Linked DNA regions of Mus musculus: region 1 is linked to region 2. The links are chromatin contacts, called in public HiChIP or PLAC-seq maps. All regions are on one chromosome and are shown on one strand. Each heading gives the region's core, a stretch centred on a gene start, on an enhancer-like site or on the middle of the called end of the contact. The rest is flanking DNA. Distances are from core to core; before and after follow the strand shown. Region 1 has its middle 8.9 kb from the start of Ykt6. Region 2 overlaps Znrf3 (zinc and ring finger 3).

Region 1 (5,938 bases), core at 3,219-5,718, 640 kb before region 2:
GCTGGGCCTGAAGAGGCCTTGGTGGGGAGGGGTCCAGAAGTGAACAATGAAAAAGAGGAAGCTGTGGCTTCAACCAGCCTGAGGTGGACGGCAGAGCTCTCTGAGGTCCGGGGCTGGCTGTGACTCTGTGGGGGAAGTCTGGGCTACTTCTGCTTTGGAAAGCTGCTGCGGAACACTGAGGGGTCCCAGCTCACCTGGGCTGGCGGCTGGGCAGATGCTGGATGACAGAGCCAGGATGGAGGCCACCAAGAAGGAAAAGGTAGCTACCTCATGAAGCATTTTAGAAGTATCTGTTTGCATGTCCCCAACACTCACAGGGTTGGCTGCCACCTATAAGTGTCTATGCCTCAGAATTTGCTTTTATCTTTAAGAAAGATGTGGCTGGGGGCACTTGTCGGGCAGAAAGATCTCTACTTCCTGGACTGGTGTTGAAATCTAGCAGTGGAGCTGTTCAGAGGTGTGGGTAGCAATCTGTGGAGAGACTCTGAGGTGGTGATGGTGGTGGGGATCAGAGATCCTATTGAGGTATTTGGGTGACTGAAGCATTAGTGGCTCAAACCTACTGCCTGATTTTGAGAATATACTGAACAGCTACAGCAAGCCAAAGGTGGCCTCCTCCCCCTCCTCCCCTCCCCGTTCCCCTCCCCCACCCCTCTCCCTTCTCCTCCCCGCTCCTGGAAGGAAGCACTTCACAGGGGCCTTGAGGGTTGCTGCTCCATAATAAGAATCATAGGGCAGTCTCCTTCCCAACAACTGAGTTCCAGATGTCAGCGCTGGCCCTGGGCTGAGCAGCGAGCAAGGAGAGAGATGAGGACAGGACATTGGCTGGGAAGCATGAACGAAGAGCACACTCATCTCTCCCGTTCTGGAGTGAGCAGGATTCAGTCATTTTGGGCACATTTCCCCCCTGGCTTGTCTCCTCTTTGTGTGAAACGGCAAGGTCAGCATAAACACCCTCTAGCCTGCTTCTGACAGAGCTAATGATGTTAGGAGACAAAACAGCCAGAGCTAGCCCACATGACACAGGCAGGGACAGGCCAGGACCTAACCAAGTCCCACATGTGCCTGCTACGGGTGCTTCGGTTCAGCTAAGCTGGGCCAAGCAAGGACCACTTTATACCATCTGGGGAGAAGGAAGCTGGTGTCTAGCACAAGGTAGCTGGAGACAGAAAAGGGGGGTTTGTTCAAACTGGGAAAGAAAGTGTGGAGTGCCTGCATCTGTGTTCCCTCGCTTCCAGGTAGGGATTACTGTCTGCAAGAAAGGCATGGCCTCCACTTGATGTCTGGGCCTTGCCTGCTAGAAGGGAGATGGGCCTTTTCTTATACATGCCTTCTGTTTTATTTTATTTTATTTCTTCCTTTCCTCTTCAGAGAACTGCAGGGTCACCTCTCCTTGTAAGCTGCTCTCTATTCCCTGCCTTCTCAGGGCTCCTTTGGGAGCCCTAAGGAGAGTCTAAAGCACACACACGGGTGTGTTTGTCTGTCTAGTGTGTACATAGGGGCCCCTGGCTTGGCCAAGATGGGCCCAGGTGGACTCTAAGTCGCTAACGGAGCAGGAAGCTGCCGGAAGGACTGGAGTCAGAAGGGTTAAATGAACTCCCGCATTTCCTCCCCAGCCCCATCAGCTTCCTGGCTCTTGTTCTTAATTCCATAGGCTGCGTGTATTCAAACCTATAGCCCTGTAGCCTCTGCTACTGATTTGCTACAGCTCGATCCTGCCCAATGGAGTCTTGAGCAGCCACAAGCCAGATCTGTGCTTCTCTCTTACTTCCCAGTATGTCTGTCTCTGAGGGAGGTGATGTCTGGACCTCGGAGGGCAGACAGGCCAGGCTGAGTCTGGAGGTTGTTGCTTGACTTCTTTGGGCCTATGATTGATCACTAATTGATTAGAACAGTGCTGTTTACTTCCACCAGCTGCTGAGAGGAGGAAGGAGAACTGCCTGTCAAAATGGTCAGCTGCTGGGCTGATAGCCTCTCTGGGCAGATGGATAGACACGCTAGAAATGCAGGCACCAAGCTCACCAGACCTATAGGTCATCCCATGTGTAATGAGAGGTGTTGCTACCAGGACAAACTGTCACAAACCTAAGAGCTTAAAACAACACACACTTAGGTTACAGTTCTAGAATCTAAAATGGATCTCTGAGGGTTAAAATAAAGGTGTTGACAGACTGACCCCTTCTGGGTACCGTAGAAGAAGCCATTTCCTTTCCTGTCAAGCTTCTCCGCCCAGCCAAACTCCTGGGTACCTGCATCCTTCCTCCTATATTCAATGATGGCCTCTGCACCTCCCTCATCTATGCTTGACCATCACATAATCTCTGTCTCTCCTGCCCACTTCTGATAGCATCGGCCCGAACAGATAATCCAGAACCATCTCGAGTCACTAGCTAAGTCACATCTGAAAAGCCTTTCTTACCACATCCGATTCTCAGGCCCCCAGGGCTGGGACATCTGTAGGTCATGACCCTGCCTCTTATACTGTCCTGTCTCCCACCTTAAGATCCTCCTTCAACCACAAGCTCTTCCCTGACTCGACCTGTGGTCCTGTTGCCCTTACACATTATTAGCTTCCCGGATCTGAGAACATTCTCTTGTCAGCAACAGTACGGCCAAGTCTGTGCCACGCCCCCTCCCGCAGTGTCGGTTTACAATCTCATTCACCTGTGGCCAACTGCAGTCCAAAGATATTATGCAGAAAACTCCATAAACAAGTTAATAATAAGGTTCAAAGATTTACTTTTTACTTTTAATTGGGTACTTATGTATATCTGTGTCTGGGAATGTGCACACATGAGTCCTAGCCGGCAGAGTCTAGACTCGGATCCCCTGGAGCTGCAGTTGTGAGCCATCCGATCTGGGTGCTGGGAACAGAACTCTGATCCTTTGCAAGAGCAATATGTACTCTTAAGTGTTGAGCCATCTCTCCAGCCCCCCAAATAAGCTTAAAATTGTATGTTGTTCTGTGTAGTAAGATGAAACACCTCACATCCCTCTTTTGTAAGTCATACTTTCTCAAGTGTATCCACTATTTACTGGACAGTAGTGCACAGTATATGGTGTATTCACTTCCTGCCCAGTAGCCATTTAGAAGCTGTCTGTATTATCAGGTTGATTGACAATATCAAAACTTCGTGTTCAGCCAGGCGTGGTGGCGCACGCCTTTAATCCCAGCACTCGGGAGGCAGAGGCAGGAGGATTTCTGAGTTTGAGTCCAGCCTGGTCTACAGAGTGAGTTCCAGGACAGCCAGGGCTACACAGAGAAACCCTGTCTCAAAAAACCAAAAACAAAACAAAACAAAACAAAAACAAAAACCAAAAAAAAAAACAAAAACAAAAAAACCCCTCATGTTCAAGTAACGTCTGTGCAGTAGCCTAACTGCCCCATGATGCCTAGCGGCACCTGCTAGCTCCATCTCATGATACAGGCACTCATCACCTCCCCTCACAGGAGAAGTGAGGCACAGCAGAGCCGTATATTTTAAAAGAACTCTTATCATGGAATATTGTTATAATTACTCTGCTTTGTTATTATTACTGTTAATCTCTTACTATGCCAAATTTCTAAATTAAAGTTCATCATAGGTATGAGTATATGGGAAAAACATTGGATAAGTGGGGTCCTTTGTCTCCCAGATCTTCAAGCATCCACCGAGGGTCTTGGAATGCATCCCCCGCAAGGAGTACAGCGGTTTTTGTTGTTGCTTTGTTTTGTTTTTGTTTGGTTCTTTGGGGATTTTTGAGACAGGGTTTCTCTGTGTAGCCCTGGCTGTCCTGGAACTCACTCTGAAGACCAGGCTGGCCTTGAACTCAGAAATCCACCTGCCTCTGCCTCCCTAGTGCTGGGACTAAAGGTGTGCTCCACCTCTACCCATCACAACACAGAGTTTTAATGAAATTCTTATATTTAAATATAAAGTAAAGCACGTGGAGGATGGAATTAAGGATAAAGGAACATGGCAGGTTGTGCTCAGACCTGTCCTAGGTCACAGCTTTTGCCATTCATACAAAAGTCCCGTGTGTGGCCCAGTGAGGCTCAAACTGGGTGTGTGAGAAGAGGGTGCTCTCGCCTGGGCGGGTGTTTGGTATGCGGGCCAACAGGATGCACGTCCATGGCCTTCCTGTCCAGTGCTGCCTTTCTGAGAAGTTTGCATGGGGGAAGGTTCAGCAGGAAGGCACATTGTCCCTTGGTTGTTTGTCCTATGAGGGCTCTGAAGTAGAAAATAAATACCTTCAGGATGTATGGAGTCTTACAGCTCCTGAATACAGGAGAAAGATCTACTGATGCAGAATCCATGGAGACAGGAGTCAACTGCCTGCCACCTGGCCTGCTCTCATGAGCAGTCTTGGCATTTGACTCTTTGTGTGTGCCATGGATTCTCAGTGTTCTTCCATGGCCAGTGAGGGAGCCTCGAGTTGAAGGAAAAATACGTCATCATAGGCAGATGGCCAGGACTGCTCTGGTACTGACTCATTGGGTCATAAAAGCAGAACCTGGGGTGAGCACTTGGTATCTGTGGTTTAGGAGTCCCTCTGAGGCAGGCCCAGCCTTTTGCACTCCTATACCCACCAGCCACTGGGGGGCCCTGCAAAGGCCAGGGCTTCCAGACTTGGTAAACAAAAAATTAGGACATCCAGTTAGGTTTGCATTTCATATAAACAACAAATGGTTCATTATGCACCCCAAGTAGCCCATGGGCACTCTATTTTCTTTGCCACACTTAAGGAAAGAGCAACTCCCTCAAGTTGTCCTGGGTGCGCTGATTACATCTGGGGAGTGAGTCTCAGGAGTGAGTGTATCTGTGAGCTGTGGCCATCCCTGAGCCTTAGGGAGGGGCCATTGCCCAGCAGACACCACTGTATCCACAGAAACATTTACAATGGCTGAGATGATTATTCATACATACAAACATGCCCATTATAGACCTTATCAAGTGTTAAGTAATTAGGAGGGTGATTTTTAAAATGTTTTATGTCATGTGTAAATATTTAGTGACCTGCTTTACCCAGAGAGCGTTTGGTGATAGTTCCTGGGTGGGCACTGTACTTTCTCTTACGTTAACACTGGAGTAATCCTACCATCAGTAAATTAGCTCCCAGCACATTTTTAAACTGGCTGCAAAGGGGGCTAAATGGATGTCTCAGTTAGTAAAGTTCTTGCTGAGAAACCATGAGAATTCCAGTCTGCAACCCCGGCACCCAAATAAAAGCAGAGCATGGTGCCTTACACCTGAGATCCCAGAGCTGAGAAGCTGCAGACAAGAGGATACCTGGGGCTAACTGACAAGTTGATTTAGCCAAATAGGCAAACTCTAGACTCAGTGAGAAACCTTGTCTCAAAGAATAAGGTGGCAAAGCCAGTGAGATGGCTCAGTAGAGAATGGAATTTGCTGACAGGTCTCATGACCTGAGTTTGATCCCCAAAGCCTATGTGATAGAAGGAGGGAACTGACTCCTGAAAGTTGTTCTCAGTCTCAGGCATGCTGTGGCATGTATACACACACACATACACACACAAACACACACACACACACACACACACACATACATACACACACCACACACACAAACACACACCCCACACACCACACACACACACACACACACCACACACACACACACACACACACACACACACACACACACACACACTTTCTTTTTTCTGAGTCAGTGTTTCTCTGTATAGCCTTGGCTGTCCTGGAACTCACTCTGTAGACCAGGCTGGCCTCAAACTCAGAGATCCACCTGCTTCTGCCTCCTGAGTGCTGGGATTGAAGGTGTGTCCACCACCACCCAGCTCTACAACATCTTTTAAATGGCTGCAAAAATCCTGAGCATCCAGGAAGTCTAAGAGGCCACCTTGGCTGAGATTGTCTGGAGAAAGTCAGCAGGTAGAGCAGATAGCTTCTTCAACACATTTAGGTGAGGCACAGCCCAC
Region 2 (6,077 bases), core at 1,316-3,815:
GGGGATCGTAGGTCAAGGTCATCCTCAGCAGCAGCTGGCGCTAGAGAGCGAGCACCGGAGATAAGGACGTCGCTGCTCTTGGAGGGGACCAGCGTTTCCAACAGTTCAACATCCTCTTCTGCCCTCCATTGGCATCCTTCCAAACATACATGCACATACAGACAAATATATACTAAATGTAAATAAGTCTTTTTAAGAACAGCATTCACATGGTCAAATGTCATCAGTTTCAGAATAGTTTTGCTCTTAAGCAGTAATGGGAAAGGCTAATTTTGGGTTGTCCACCCATTTCATCTAGAACAAACTTTAGGGGCCAGCAAGATGGCTTAGCATGTAAAAGTGCTCACTGTCAAGCCTGATGCCTTCTGTTGAATTCTCAGGGTACACATGGTGGAAGGAGAGAACAGATTCCTGCATGTTGTCCTCTGAAATCTGACCTATACACACACCTACAAAACCATAACCTGGCACACCAAAAGTTCCCTACGTTCTCCCTTTGAAATCTCCTTCTTCTATGCATTCCTTCCCAGCTGCTAGACCACTGATTCTCCAAGTATAAATTAATTTGCATTGTATAGAATTCCATATGGAATCGTGTGTGTGTGTGTGTGTGTGTGTGTGTGTGTGTGTGTGTGTGTGTGTGTGTGTGTAACTTAAGATGTCAGGCTTATTGAAAGTGTCTTGATTTACTGAGCCATTTTGCTACCCCAGTATAAGTTTAATCTTGGCTCTTTAACTCAGTATCCTTGTTTAAGATCTATCCATCCATATTGTAGGTCAGGCAGCGCCCCCTCCTCTGTGTGTGTGTGTGTGTGTGTGTGTGTGTGTGTGTGTGTGTGTGTGTGTGTGTGTGTGAGAGAGAGAGAGAGAGAGAGAGAGAGAGAGAGAGAGAGATTTTAAAATTTGAATGCATGTGAGCATTCTGCTTTTTAAACTCTGAACTTGGGCCAGAACTTGTAAAGTTACCTGTGAATTGTACATTAACCAACTAATGGCAATGATGAGTTAATCTATAACTTCATCTGTTAGCTGTTAACATTACCCCCAAGTCTAACTTCCTCTTGACTATCTGGTTCTAAGCACACCTTCTCTTGAGGTGGTAACTGAAGGCAGCCTAGAGAACTTGGGGGAGTGGGTATGTATATGTATGTATATATCAGAGTGTGTGTGTGTGTACCCTAATATGTGTAGCTTTGTGGACAGCAGAATAGCATGGACCAGTGTCCTGCAAAAACTTAAGGTACACTCTGACAGATTCAAGATATGCAAATTCCCCAGCATTGCCTTGGGGCAGATGATTGCTACAAAAGTATTCACTTTACAATCTAATAATGGTCAGATATAGTGATGTACACCTCCCAGCACTTGGGAGGCAAGGCAGTTGGATACCTATAAGTTTGAGGTTAGCCTGGTCTATGTATTGAGTTTCAGGACAGCCAGGGCTACATTGAAACCCTATCTCAAAAAAAAAACAAAACCAAAAACAAAAAACAACAAAAAAAAAAACATACAAAGAAAGGATTTCATAGTGGGAGCTGAAACAGTGGCTTGGTGGTTAAGAAAACTGGCTACACTCTGGGTGGTGGTAACACACATCTTTAATCCCAACATGCGGAGGCAGAGGCAGGCAGATCCTGTGAGTTTGAGGCCAGTCTGGTTTACAGAGTGAGTTCCAGGACAGCCAAAGGTACACAGAGAAGTGAGAGAGGGAATTGATCTAACTTTGGGTTCTCTCAACCCCAAGCATAAACTTGGATTTTGCAAAGCCTAATGGTAGGGTGAGAGTAGATCCTCAGGAAAAGCATGGCCTCCTTTGCAAATCAAAGAAATGGGGCCCTGACTCCCAAATAGAAGAAGTAGACTCCTTGTCTCAGGTGCACTGCATGAGTCTCAGGACAGAAGCAGGCTCACTATCTTCAGATATGCCACATAGGCTCTGGGGACCAAGAGTAGACTGTCTATATAGGAACAACTGGCCAGAACTCCTTCAATGAAAGTGGTTTGTGGCCCTTCCTCTAGAGTTGGCTCACTAATCTTTCTATGTGTTACAGACACCCAAAGGATGTGTAGTTTGATCTCTTTAACCTCAAGGCTAGCAAGAGGGTATAAGCTTGGTGATCCAGCAAGTTCAATACCTAAAACTCCCACATAAAAATGTAAAAAGAAAACAGAATCTACAAAGTTGTCCTCTACCTCCATATATTCACTGTGGCATGTGCACCCACAAAGACATGGTAATAATAAACAAACAAACAAACTTTTAATTAAAAAGTGCTGGGTGTTGGCATACAGCTTTAATTCTAGCAATCCAGAGTCAGAGACATAGGCTGAATGTCTGAGTTGAAGATCAGCTTGGTCTACACAGGGCAGTGGTTTTCAACCTTCCTAATGCTGTGACACTTTAATACAGTTCCTCATGGTATGATGATCCCCAACCATGAAATTATTTCATTGCTACTTCATCATAACTGTAATTTTCTAGTTATGAATCATAATGTAAATATCTGTGTTTGCCAATGGTCTTAGTTGAGACCCACAGGTTGAGAACCACTGACATAGGGTGATCCAGGCTGGCCAAGGCTACATAGTGAGACCCTTTCTCAACAGTTACAAAAGGAGCAAATAGTGTGTGTGACTCAGTGGATAAACACTTTTGCTACAAAAACCTAATGGCCCAAAATCAATTCCTAGAACCCACATAAAAGTGGAAGAACAGACTCCCCAAAATCGTTCTTTGGCACTTTGGCATTTACTCTGTGTGTGTGTGTGTGTGTGTGTGTGTGTGTGTGTGTGTGTGTGTGTGTAAATAAAGTAACTTTTAATTTTTAAAAAAGAAAATAGTAGTAGCCACTTTTCCAGGCCTGCCTGATAGCTGGGTACCTCCTAGCTAACACTGCCATTTCCTACAATTATTGACTTGTGTTTGGGGTTCTACAGAGCATGTGGTACTAGCTCTGCTTGCCTACAAACCCACTGGCAAACTCTTACATCATATAAAGCAGAGCATACACATGATCTACTGTTTTTTTTTTTTATTACGTATTTTCCTCAATGAAATTTCCAATGCTATCCCAAAAGTCCCCCATACCCTCCCCCCCACTTCCCTACCCACCCATTCTCATTTTTTTGGCCCTGGTGTTCCCCTGTACTGGGGCATATAAAGTTTGTGTGTCCGATGGGCCTCTCTTTCCAGTGATGGCCGACTAGGCCATCTTTTGATACATATGTAGCTAGAGTCAAGAGCTCCGGGGTACTGGTTAGTTCATAATGTTGTTCCACCTATAGGATTGCAGATCCCTTTAGCTCCTTGGGTATTTTCTCTAGCTCCTCCATTGGGGGCCCTGTGATCCATCCAATAGCTGACTGTGAGCATCCACTTCTGTGTTTGCTAGGCCCCTGCCTAGTCTCACAAGGGACAGCTATATCTGGGTCCTTTCAGCAAAATCTTGCTCGTGTATGTAATGGTGTCAGCGTTTGGAAGCTGATTATGGAGTGGATCCCTAGATAAGGCAGTCTCTAGATGGTCCATCCTTTTGTCGCAGCTCCAAACTTTGTCTCTGTAACTCCTTCCATGGGTGTTTTGTTCCCAGTTCTAAGAAGGGGCACAGTGTCCACACTTTGGTCTTCATTCTTATGATCTACTGTTTGCCTAACTTTGCAACAAGAAGGGTTCTGGGTAGATGTTAGTGATTGCCGCTGATTCCCTTGGTGTAACTTTTCTTGGAATCAAGCTGTCCCTTTGCAAGAAGTTCTTTTCTAGTGGCAGTTATTTACATGTTATTGACCAAAGGAAGTGATGGGCCCAGTCATACTTCTCCAAGTTTCTTAATGAAAGTAATGATTTTTTGAAGGTAATAACTAAGATCTGTTCATATGTCTGTCTTTATTCAATGTTTTGTTGTTGTTGTTGTTGTTGTTGTTGTTGTTGTTAAAAGCTACCACATTATACTTTAAGACGAATCTGCCCTAAAACTGTTGTGTTTTGATGTGCTAATGGATGAGTGTTAGTACAAGTATATGTATTCATATTAGCTGAGGCAGGAAGGGCTCCTGGGGATGCTGCTTACAGTGTGGCCGGCCTGCCAGGTGGATGCACAGGTACCTTAAGCACTAGTTTTCCTCTCTCCCTTTCTTCTTGCTGACCTATGAAGTTCAACTCCTTCAGAACACTTCTGATTGTACTTACAAAATACATCCCTAAAACTGTAGAAGCACCATGAGAAGAGAAACTGGAGCTTTAGGGACTTGGAGTCGTACAGTTGTAGTTTCCTGGGAAATGCCCAGTAAACATTGATTAAATGCATGCATCTTAATTGTCTAGAGACAGAGCCACAGAACTGAGTGTAAGAGTTAGAGAACCCCTTCCAGAGAACAAAATTCCATATAGAGATCCAAGGTGTACTTGAGAGCCTACAGACAGAATCTAGACTTTTGGGCACACTGACTGCTACTGAGAGTAAGACAAGGTGGCAGTAGGTAGTAAGTTTTCATGTTGGGTTTGTGAAAACTATAGTACAAAACTACCATATCCCCCAGAGTCACCTTTGTAGAGCCCTTCTTCCGTGCTCATTGATGTGACCATGAGTGTCAGTTTTTAGGACTAAGCTGTTGTTGTTCTGTCCTTCCCTTTCCATCAGTACTGCAATTGTAGTGGCTCTTTAATGAGGACTAGAAGAATTTGGACAATGAGTGTGCATTTAAAAAGCAGTCTTCACCTATTGGTCTATAGGTATCTGATTATAGCACTCACTCTTTAAACTAGACCCTGAATTACAGACTTTCCAGTTTAATTCATTCTTTGTTTTATAACCTCAACTCCTACAGCTGACAGCTCTCACCACACTCACTGTCCCCATCACTAGGATAACCCCTGATGACAGAACTTGGGAGGTTGGCTTGGAAGTACTGTGAGTTGATAAGCACAGCTCGTGAGTGTGCTTGAAAGCTTAATTCAAGAAAGTGGAGACTTGAAGTCAAAATGGTGACCTTGAGGTTCTTCTTCCTGGTTTTTACCATCTATTATGCTATTGTTCTGTTTGACCAGTAAGAAGGAGTCCTAGACAAGGTCCTGAGCTCCTGTGGAATAGAAACCAAAAGCCTGGAGCCAGGAATCTGCCCTTCATTACCAAAGCTTGCCTTGTTCATGCCCACAGCTATATATCGTCCTAGCATTTATGTATCTGTTGGATTGCAGGTGCTGTGTCAGAAGCTGTGACCAGGGATGAGAGTGGGGTGGGTCTGTTTAATAACTTCACAAGGCCTTGACTGTGAAGGACCCAGACATCTGCTTTAGAGAGGTACCTTTCCCAGACATTACAAAAGCCCCTATTGTTTGGTACCCTAAAAGCACATTGTCCCTTTAACAGGGCTCTCCTTTAGTCTGAGTTAGAATAGTTAAGTGGATTTCTTGAAAACCAAAAATATAGCTGAAGAAGGAATTGGGTTATTCTAGGTGGGAAAACAAGCCAAGGGTTTGGTGAGTTAGAGTAAGGGGTGCATACCCTGCCATAATTCCACCTCCACTTCTTAACCTCCAGGTCTGAAGAGCTTTCAGACCTAATAGGTCCCAGTGTACCTCTACCTCTAGCAGGTCTCCTCACTTGTCTCTGGGAGGAATCTTTTTTTCTCCTTGGGTGGTTGGGGAGTGTGTGTGTGTGTGTGTGTGTGTGTGTGTAGACTATGTATATGCAGCTGTCTGCAGAGATCAGGAGGGATGGTCTGTGCAGTGTAAACTTCCAGCAAGGGTCCTGGGAACAAAACTGGAATCTCTGGAAGAGAAGTAAGCACTATTCACCACTGAGCCATCATTCTAGCTCCAGGGGGAATCTTTAACAAGTTCCCTAGACAGTCCCCACTGCCACCCTGCCTGTGCCTGGTCATTCCATGGCTTTCTTTCTTTATTGCCATTTTGTGATGTTCCTGTGGTATTAGGAGTACACAGTGTGTCACATCAACCTCCAGAAATCGTCAGGTCAACTCACTGTGGTTCTTAAGGGCCTTCCTGCTTTGTGCAGACCCCACACCTGTAGGAAGGATCAGAGAATGAATTTCTCTCTTTCTTCAAGAGAATACATCCT

Evidence for each region. HiChIP or PLAC-seq counts read pairs in DNA pulled down with a chosen protein or histone mark.
Region 1: a contact with region 2 is called in a FOXA1 HiChIP or PLAC-seq map of pancreatic cancer cells. The contact joins two enhancer-like sites. A contact is called at or near these places in 5 of 39 promoter capture datasets (the 3T3-L1 cell line, frontonasal cranial neural crest, hippocampal neurons and 1 more), 1 of 115 datasets of contacts at active chromatin or transcription factors (pancreatic cancer cells) and 1 of 9 other capture datasets (adipose tissue).

What each region holds. Positions count from the first base shown.
Region 1 is chr11:5,943,876-5,949,813 of GRCm38.p6, reverse strand. It overlaps a transcript of Gck not described here. Among named protein-coding and RNA genes, the nearest start is that of Ykt6, 8.9 kb to the left of the region's middle. Within about 2 kb of position 4,468, at least 18 of the 459 cell types and tissues checked have an H3K27ac peak or open chromatin away from gene starts, as enhancers often do. A contact at or near this core is called in pancreatic cancer cells, where this site is marked.
Region 2 is chr11:5,301,174-5,307,250 of GRCm38.p6, reverse strand. The region is part of intron 2 of Znrf3 (zinc and ring finger 3); the gene reads left to right. Among named protein-coding and RNA genes, the nearest start is that of Kremen1, 43 kb to the right of the region's middle. Within about 2 kb of position 2,565, at least 18 of the 459 cell types and tissues checked have an H3K27ac peak or open chromatin away from gene starts, as enhancers often do. A contact at or near this core is called in pancreatic cancer cells, where this site is marked.